3 separate regions of the Gossypium hirsutum genome follow, and all the other regions are linked to region 3. The links are chromatin contacts, called in public Hi-C maps. All regions are on one chromosome and are shown on one strand. The core of a region is the stretch at or near the end of the contact, and the rest is flanking DNA. Distances in the headings are between cores, read along the strand shown.

Evidence for each region. A called contact is a pair of places that touch in the nucleus more often than the background predicts.
Region 1: a Hi-C map of leaf shows a contact between it and region 3, with 2.2 times the contacts expected there. The contact joins the promoter of LOC107959973 here to the promoter of LOC107886320 in region 3. A contact is called at or near these places in 3 of 34 Hi-C or Micro-C datasets (all in leaf).
Region 2: a Hi-C map of leaf shows a contact between it and region 3, with 2.2 times the contacts expected there. The contact joins the enhancer-like site here to the promoter of LOC107886320 in region 3. A contact is called at or near these places in 11 of 34 Hi-C or Micro-C datasets (anther, callus, hypocotyl and 2 more).

The regions. Positions count from the first base shown.
Region 1 is chrA05:74,813,973-74,816,672 of Gossypium_hirsutum_v2.1, forward strand. LOC107959973 (protein PLASTID REDOX INSENSITIVE 2, chloroplastic) reads left to right here and starts at 1,269. Exons shown (of 4, transcript XM_016896163.2): 1 at 1,269-1,763; 2 at 1,864-1,962. The coding sequence starts at 1,521.
Region 2 is chrA05:74,581,535-74,584,234 of Gossypium_hirsutum_v2.1, forward strand. LOC107957312 (a long non-coding RNA gene) reads left to right here. Exons shown (of 2, transcript XR_001700406.2): 2 at 569-899. Among protein-coding and RNA genes, the nearest start is that of LOC107957312, 4.1 kb to the left of the region's middle. Within about 2 kb of position 1,332, at least 3 of the 9 cell types and tissues checked have an H3K27ac peak or open chromatin away from gene starts, as enhancers often do. A contact at or near this core is called in leaf, where this site is marked.
Region 3 is chrA05:74,035,946-74,038,645 of Gossypium_hirsutum_v2.1, forward strand. It overlaps LOC107886320 (probable galacturonosyltransferase-like 9), which reads left to right and starts at 1,410. Exons shown (of 2, transcript XM_041112648.1): 1 at 1,410-1,686; 2 at 1,811-2,700. The coding sequence starts at 1,915. It overlaps LOC107886319 (pyruvate dehydrogenase E1 component subunit alpha, mitochondrial), which reads left to right. Exons shown (of 8, transcript XM_016810217.2): 8 at 116-460. The coding sequence ends at 160.

The sequences.
Region 1 (2,700 bases), core at 19-2,518, 780 kb after region 3:
TTCTAACCTTTTCCACAAGGTGGATGAGGTCTTCTCCACCAATACCTCCTACAATACCGTATTCACAAGGCACAACTAGATTGCAGAAAGGCCTTTTCATCAAGCTCTTCCCATTCAGTTTGATTTAAATTCTCAGGCTTTTTTTTCCAGTAACAACCTTTTTCAAGTCGGTTTGAACTAGAATTGCCATCATCTGAACTTGCCATAAATTGAAATTTGTCTCACCATCAAACTTCTCAATTTCAAACCTTGTTGCTGCCATCTCTGAACAGGCTGATCTATGAAAATTGAACTAGCTCTGATACCACTTGTTAGGATCGACCCGATTAAGCAACAAGTAAAAAAAATAGCTGAATAAATTGATAAATTGAACATACAAATTTAACGTAGAAAAACCCCTCCAAAGAGGATAAAAAACCACGGGCAAAGATAATTTTATTATAATGGCAAAAGAACGAAGAGTATAAAAGATGGAAATAAAAACTAAACCCTGAAAACCTGAAAACAAAGAACCCTCCAAACGTAAGCACAAAATTCTCTAAATGTGTTATGAGTTCTAATATCTAATGGGTGTATTTTCTAATATTGTAAAAGAGCCTATTTATAGGCTAAATTCATAGGTCAAATAATAATAAAATAATCTAAACTAATCAGTGTTTGATTAAAACAAATAAACAAAGTTTAACTAAAAGAATATTTTTCAAATTTGACTGAAATAAGAGTTATACTTAACATTCAATAATTCATTAATAAGGAAGTTTACCTTTAAATTGGGAAGCTATTAATCGTGAATATTTGACGGTCAAATTTTGAAATTAGAATTTGTATTTTGTAACGTGGATTTAGTATTTGTATTTTAATTTGATTTTTTTTTGAATTGGTTAATCTTAGTCTTAACCAAACTATAGCAGTTAAGTTTGTTTAGTTAAATTTTACTATTAGTATTATATTATGCGTAAAGTTATAGATTTAGTTTGTATTCTTTTTAGTTGAATCAATCTTAGTTGATATGTTTTTCGAATTTCAAAATTTCAGTCTTAATACAAATGACAATTATAATTTATTAATTGGTTTTTTCTGAGTAATATGGAAATAGTAAGTTGATATGACATTACACATATGATAATATATTTGAGGCATCAAATTTTGAAAATAGTATAACTTAATGAATTTAATAGTCACCATTTGGTTAAGACTAAAATTTTAAAATTCTAAAAGTAGAGGGATCGAAAATGACTAAATTAAAATATAAAGACTAAATTAAAATATAAGGGCTAAATCCACAACTTATGCATAATACAGATACTAATACTAAAATTTAACCATGAAAAAAACCAATATTGATTTAAAATACATAATATGAAATAATCAAGGACTACACTTGTAATACATCTAGAAAAAGAAAATTGAACTAAGAGGCCCGATACCAACCCTAGCACCCAAATTAACAATCAGTCACAGGCCCAAAAAAATCCAAAATTAAAAGTTCAACTCCATCCATTACAATCTATCACCCGAAAATGGCGTCTTCTTCGTGTTCGTTGGTCTCTATTCCCCCATCCTTAACTCCCGCCAAAATTCCAACCTCCACCATTCTTATCCTGCGAAACGCCGGCCTTATACTAAACCCGCCTTCTCCTCCTCTCTCTTTTCCAACCCTCTCTTCAAAACCCATCTCCGTAAAACCGTTCCTTAGCGTTCTCAGATCCTCGCATTCCCAAAAATACGTTTACCATGACCCTATCCCTAAGTTTGCTGAAGCCGTAAGTTTATACACTTGTATGTTTAGAAAAACGTATTATGGTTTTAAGCTCCAATGATAGATTTTCTTTTGATTATTTTTGTGGGTATTTGGTATAATAGGAGACCCAGAAGTTTAAAGCTGAGCTTTTCAACAAGTTACCCAAAGACAAAGACAAATTTGGTGATGACCTTGATTCTGTCATTGTCGTTTGCGTTGAGGTACTTTCCCTTTTTCTTTTTTCTTTTCTAGCAACGGCTAATTTCGATTAATTGTTAATATATTATGAATGGTTTTTGTTGAATTCAATGAGAGTTAAAGCATCACCTTCCAGCTCTATCCTTTATAAGCCCGACTCTTTTGCGTACACGAAAGCCCTGTAGCCAGCCGTTGCTTCCACCTTCGCTGTTTTTGTTACATGTTGCATATTCTTCACCGAACCTGCCAAAACTTGACATTGATAGTCTCGAACAATTATACTCAACACCACCTGTTCGACTGTTTGTTTGAACGGCTCCATCAAATTTAGTTTTGACTCTTCCCTCACTTGGCGGCTTCCAGCCCATGTTATTGCTATTCTGCTCCCTGATGCATTCTGATTGGTATTATGGTATCCCTCTTTGTATTTTCTGATAAAACTGCTGGTAGTTAGATTGGATTGACGGCCCTCGTGTAGCTTTGCGTTCCTAGTTCCAAAATCGCCCATGCTGTTATCATCCTCCATACTTCGATGACTTACTTGAAAGAATGTACCACTGAACAGAATTTTTTATTTTATTGGAGCCTTGTTTCATTCTCAAGAGTCAATACCCACGATTCATGGACGGAGTATCAAGTATGGTGGCTTAGTATTAATACATAATAAGATGGTTTCAGGTGTCAAAATTCATTCTTAGAAGACTTCAACAAACCCTAAGATGATCTTAGGATCTTGGAATGAGATAGGCCTACATGGTCTT
Region 2 (2,700 bases), core at 82-2,581, 550 kb after region 3:
AATTGAAATAAAAAATAACTGTTATTGAAATTATTGCCTTTAAAAGGAAAAACCGAAAAGGATGAGTAAAAATGATTTTTGAAGTAAATAAATTTTAAATTATTTCAATGAAAATAACTCACACCAATAATGATTTTAAAATATTTTCATAGAAAATCATAATTACAAAATGCATGTAAAAATTATATATAATATATAGTAAAAAGAATAAAAAAGAACTAAAGGCATTTTTGAAATAAAAGGAAAATTTTACAAGTTGTGCAAAGAAAAAAAAGTCATACAAGTTAATACAAAAATTAAAAGTATAATAATTACTATAATTTGAAATTAATAAGTTCAAATAAAAATTAAGTAATTTATATGATATCACAAAGGGTAAAGTACATATATAATCACTCAATTTTTCAAAAATTTCATTTTAAGCATTTAAAATAAAAATATTTACATTATAAAATTTTTATTTTAATCACTTCAGTTAAAATTGCATAACATTCCCACTATTTTTTGTTTCTTTCCGGCTCCACTACATGCATTTAAATATTTTATTTTCTCCTATTTTTAATTGCAGCACTTCCTTGGGCGCCGCACCATCGAGAACCGAAACCAAGCAAGAGCAGAACCCTTTCGCCGAAACCGCTGTCAACTCAGAGTCTACTGTTCCCTTCAGAGTGCATTTGGGCATCGAGTCAAACTCGGGCCGTGCAACATATGACCCGGTTCGAATCAGTCGGGGAGAGGAGGGAGAAGATAATCGTAGTAAAGGATGAGAGAAAATTTGTAAAGAATGTCTGTTAGCTCAGATGGAAGCTTTTATAGAGAAGTTCCTCTGTAGGGTCTATACATGTATAACAAAATTAGTCTACATTTTCCATCTAAATAAATCAAATTTGTTTCTCAAACATTGAACCCAAAAGACAACGCAAATGCAAGTGTTTGGAGACTGTGTAACAGCAAAATTTCAAAGTTTTTCAAATGATTAACGATTGAACAGCGGTTTTTGGGCGTGGGAGATGAAGAATTTCAACAGAATTTTCGCGTAGGAGATGAGCGTCTGGGTTGGAAACTATGTAACAGCAGAGCATGAAAACGAAGTGGGCTTTGAAGGAAGAGAACCAGGAGGAGATTGAATGCATTTGAGGGACTTGAAGAAGAAGCTTTGATGGACTCAGGGTATTCCATGGAAGTTGAAAAGGAGTGGTTTTGGGCTTGATTTGGGTTTGAGAGATAGCAAATAACAATGAACAGCACGAAAACGAAGAAGCAGCTTTAATGGCTGTGGTAGACAAGAAATCCATGGAAAAGAGAGAGCAAAGAGAAGACTTGAAGTGTCGTGTGTTATTCCGGTTCTTGATGGGGCGGCGGATGAACTTTTTTTTTTAAGGAAGCTGGGCTAATATTAAAACAAAACAGAATAAAAAGAAGTCCAACAAATCAAACCCAAAACAGGAAATAACCCAAACATAAAGCCAATAAAACAAACCAAAAGAAAGCCCAGCAAAGAACAGCTTAAACAGCAGACGATAAAGAGCAATCAGTTCCAACGATGAGCTGTTCCCCAAAACCAGCTGGTTGTTCAACAAAAGAGCAGCTGAAACGCCACCAGCAAAGCAACCAGCAACGATTATCCCAATTCCCAAACATCAAGACTAGAGGTGCTCATGGGCCGGGCCGGGCCTAAAGAACGGGTCTAAAATTTTTCTTAAGCCCGACCCAAATAAAAATACTAAAATTTGGGCTCGGCCCGGCCCGCCCGTATTTATTTTTATATAATTTTTAAATATATATAATACATCAAAAATACTAAAAAAATTAAAATAAATATTTTCCAACAAATTGAAAATAAATTTTAAAAAATATGTAAACTTAAATAGCACTAAGATAGGTGCAACTTAACAAGCAAATACCTCTAAAATAATAACAAAATTAACAAATACTTTTAAAATAATAACAAAATTAATAATAAAATAAGTTTTATACAATATCCAAACAATAACAACAAAATAGTAGCAACTAATAGTAATATGGTAGCAAAATAGGGAGAAAACAACAAGAAAATAACATTCAAAAACAAAACAAAAAATAGCAGATTTTTTTGTCATTTAGTGAATTCGTGCCGGGCCGGGCCCGGGCCAAAAATACCTTACCCGAGGCCCGGCCCATTTTTTAAACAGGCCTTATTTTTTGTCCAAACCCATTTTTCAGGCTTATATTTTTGCCCAAACCCTCCTACATTTCAGGCTGGCCTTCGGGCCGGGCCGAGTAGCCCGACCCATGAGCAGGTCTAATCAAGACCCTTTAAGCGTCCAAATCTAAGAAATCTAGCACACAAGCAACTTCCGAGACTCCCCAAAGACGAAACTCACCCTTTCCAAAACCCATCAAAAACCATTCGAGTCCCCTCAGCTCTCACTTTCCTTCCAAATCAATCCTCATCTAAACGTGCCCCACAAAGTCCTCCCCATTCCCCTTTCCTTGCCTCTAAATACAAACCGTTGATCACTCTCCACTGCCAATAGCGTAAAATCAAGCACTCGCCCATTTAGGTAATAACTATTCCCACCCTTCAAAATCTCTATAGCTAATAAATGGGCCACTATGTTCCCTTCACGAAGCATATGCTTAAAAACACACCGTCGAAAAGACCTAACCCACAGTTTATTATCCCTAATGTAAGCTCCAAGGACTGAGTTATCAGACATA
Region 3 (2,700 bases), core at 160-2,659:
TTGTAACTGAATAATCTGATTCAACCTGTTCAATAAATGAATGAATGATCCAAAGGTCACTGGAATGGTCTCTGTCTGATTTAATATTATTGTTATCATTTTGTTTCATCCGCAGTCATTTGGAGCAGATAGGAAAGAAGTAAGAGCTACACTTCCATAGTTTGAGGCTTCTCTGGAGTGAGTTCACTAATTTTTAATTCGTTGCCCACCAATCAATCTTGCAAGACTGAAAAGAAATAAAGCAGCTAGGGAAGGTGATCTGATTTCCCGGCTATCAATTTGATTTTGCACTTCTATTTGTATTTGTATAGAATACTTTATTTGGTTCCCCTCTATAGATTATGGACGGAGTTGTTATGTGTAATGTTGTGGTTTATCCCACGGTTTTACATTACCTATGATTTGATTAAATAGGTTGCATTTCTGAGAGAAGCAATGCATGAATATTCTTTTCTTCAAATGGAGAAGAGCTTTTATGCTCTCATTTATAGCTCAAAGGTAAGTTTCGTCAGATTCATTCTTTATTAGCTTTACCTGAAATTAATGATCCATGTCGCTACATGAAAATTGAATCAACGAGGAATCTTTTAATATAATGTTTCCCGAATTTACAAGTCTTAACAGTCAGCAAAGATACGAACATTCACTACTATAAGCAGAGGCAGTCCCCGGTTGGCTTGAGTTGCCATATACCTCCGTAGCTTCGTATGTTCCTGTAAGGTGAGTATCAAACCGGTCGTGCTGTTAATCTCATGATTGATAGAGATCTCCAGGGGGTTATTGCTGAAGAAGTCTTTCTCACAAGTGGTCACTAACTCCTCGACTGATTTGAATACAAGCCAGTAGCTAGTAGGAAAATCGTTCTCATGGGATCCAATTTTGGAATATGGAGAAACCATCAATACCAAGTCCTAATTTAGTAGCGAACCAAACAAGCTGGGCAAAGATGCGGTCCGTGAACATGTGAATGCGATCATAGGTCTCACAGCCACGGCACATCCAGTATTAATATATCCTGGTCTTTACTGGGAAGATAGTTTTTCCACAAAGAAAGAGGAAGCTTGCGCGTAGGTGTGTGAGAAATGATTAGTGTGTACTTTGCCTTAACCCCATTCAATAGCTGCCTGCCACTCTAGACCTCTTTATGCAAAGATCGAACGGCTCAGTTTGGGTTTTACTGACAGGGAGTCCTGTTGGCCCCAAGTATCCTTTTTGAACTAAAACGGCTTTAACCCCTACCTCCTTGCTTTTCGGTTGACAGGGGAGGAGGTCCCATTTAGCAAAATGCAGATATATGAACACTTGAAGGATAACAGAATGGAAGAGGGAAAAAAAAGTTTGTTAAAAAATTATCTCATTTTAAAAGGCCATCAACGTCCCAACCAACAGAATCTTGATTAAAAAAAAGAAAGAAAAATATTTGCCCAAATCTACATATTCCGAAACAAAGCATAAAAAAGGATATTTGAAGAAATCTCCGATGGTGCAACATCCCATTCTTTGCTTCCATCACCAGTTTCCTCATTTGTCATTTAAAACACAAAAGACCCAACCCTTATGCAGGAAAAAAATCCAAACACTCCTATTGGGTAATAACAATGATCCTTCAATAAGCTGCGTTTTCGCTTACAATGAAGCCGAAGACCATAATCTTCTTATTTTTCGACTGAAAGTTGAAAAGAAACGGTCTCTCTTTTTCTTGGTTTTTTTCTTTTTTGAAGAATAATGCGTTTTATTTTATATGCGGCCGCCCTTTTACTTCTTCATGTCTTTCTCACGGTATCGTTTTGTCTTGCTATTCGGACCACAGTCGGAGGAGATGGGTTGGGGTTCCGGTTTCCGGAGGCACCGTATTACCGTAACGGAGTGGAGTGTCCGGTTTCCTCCGGCGACCGCAATTTAGTCCAAGTGGCAATGACTTTAGACTTTGAATACTTGCGGGGGTCGATCGCCGCCATCCACTCCGTCGTCCGCCACGCTTCGTGTCCTGAAAACATCTTCTTTCACTTCATTGCCGCCGAGTTCGACCCCGCGAGTCCAAGAGTCTTGAGCAAACTCGTTCGCTCCACATTCCCTTCACTCAACTTCAGAATCTACATCTTCCGCGAAGACACAGTGATCAACTTGATCTCTTCTTCAATCCGGCAAGCCCTCGAGAACCCACTGAACTACGCTCGGAACTACCTCGGGGACATGTTGGATCTCCAAGTAGACCGAGTCATTTATCTCGACTCAGACCTGGTCCTCGTCGATGACATCCTCAAACTCTGGAACACAACGTTGACCAACTCTCGAGTCATCGGCGCACCCGAATACTGCCATGCAAACTTCACCAAGTATTTCACGGCCGGGTTTTGGTCGGACCCGGTAATATCCCGGGTTTTCCGGTCCAGAAAGCCGTGTTATTTCAACACGGGAGTAATGGTAATGGATTTAGTGCGTTGGAGAGAAGGGAATTACAGGAAAAGAATAGAGAATTGGATGGAAATACAAAGGAAAAAAAAGATATACGAGTTGGGCTCATTGCCACCCTATTTGCTGGTATTTGCTGGGAATGTAGAAGGCATTGATCATAGATGGAACCAACATGGGCTTGGAGGGGACAATATACGAGGTTCATGTCGGTCGTTGCATCCGGGTCCGGTCAGCTTGTTGCATTGGAGTGGGAAAGGGAAGCCATGGGTTCGACTGGATGGTGGA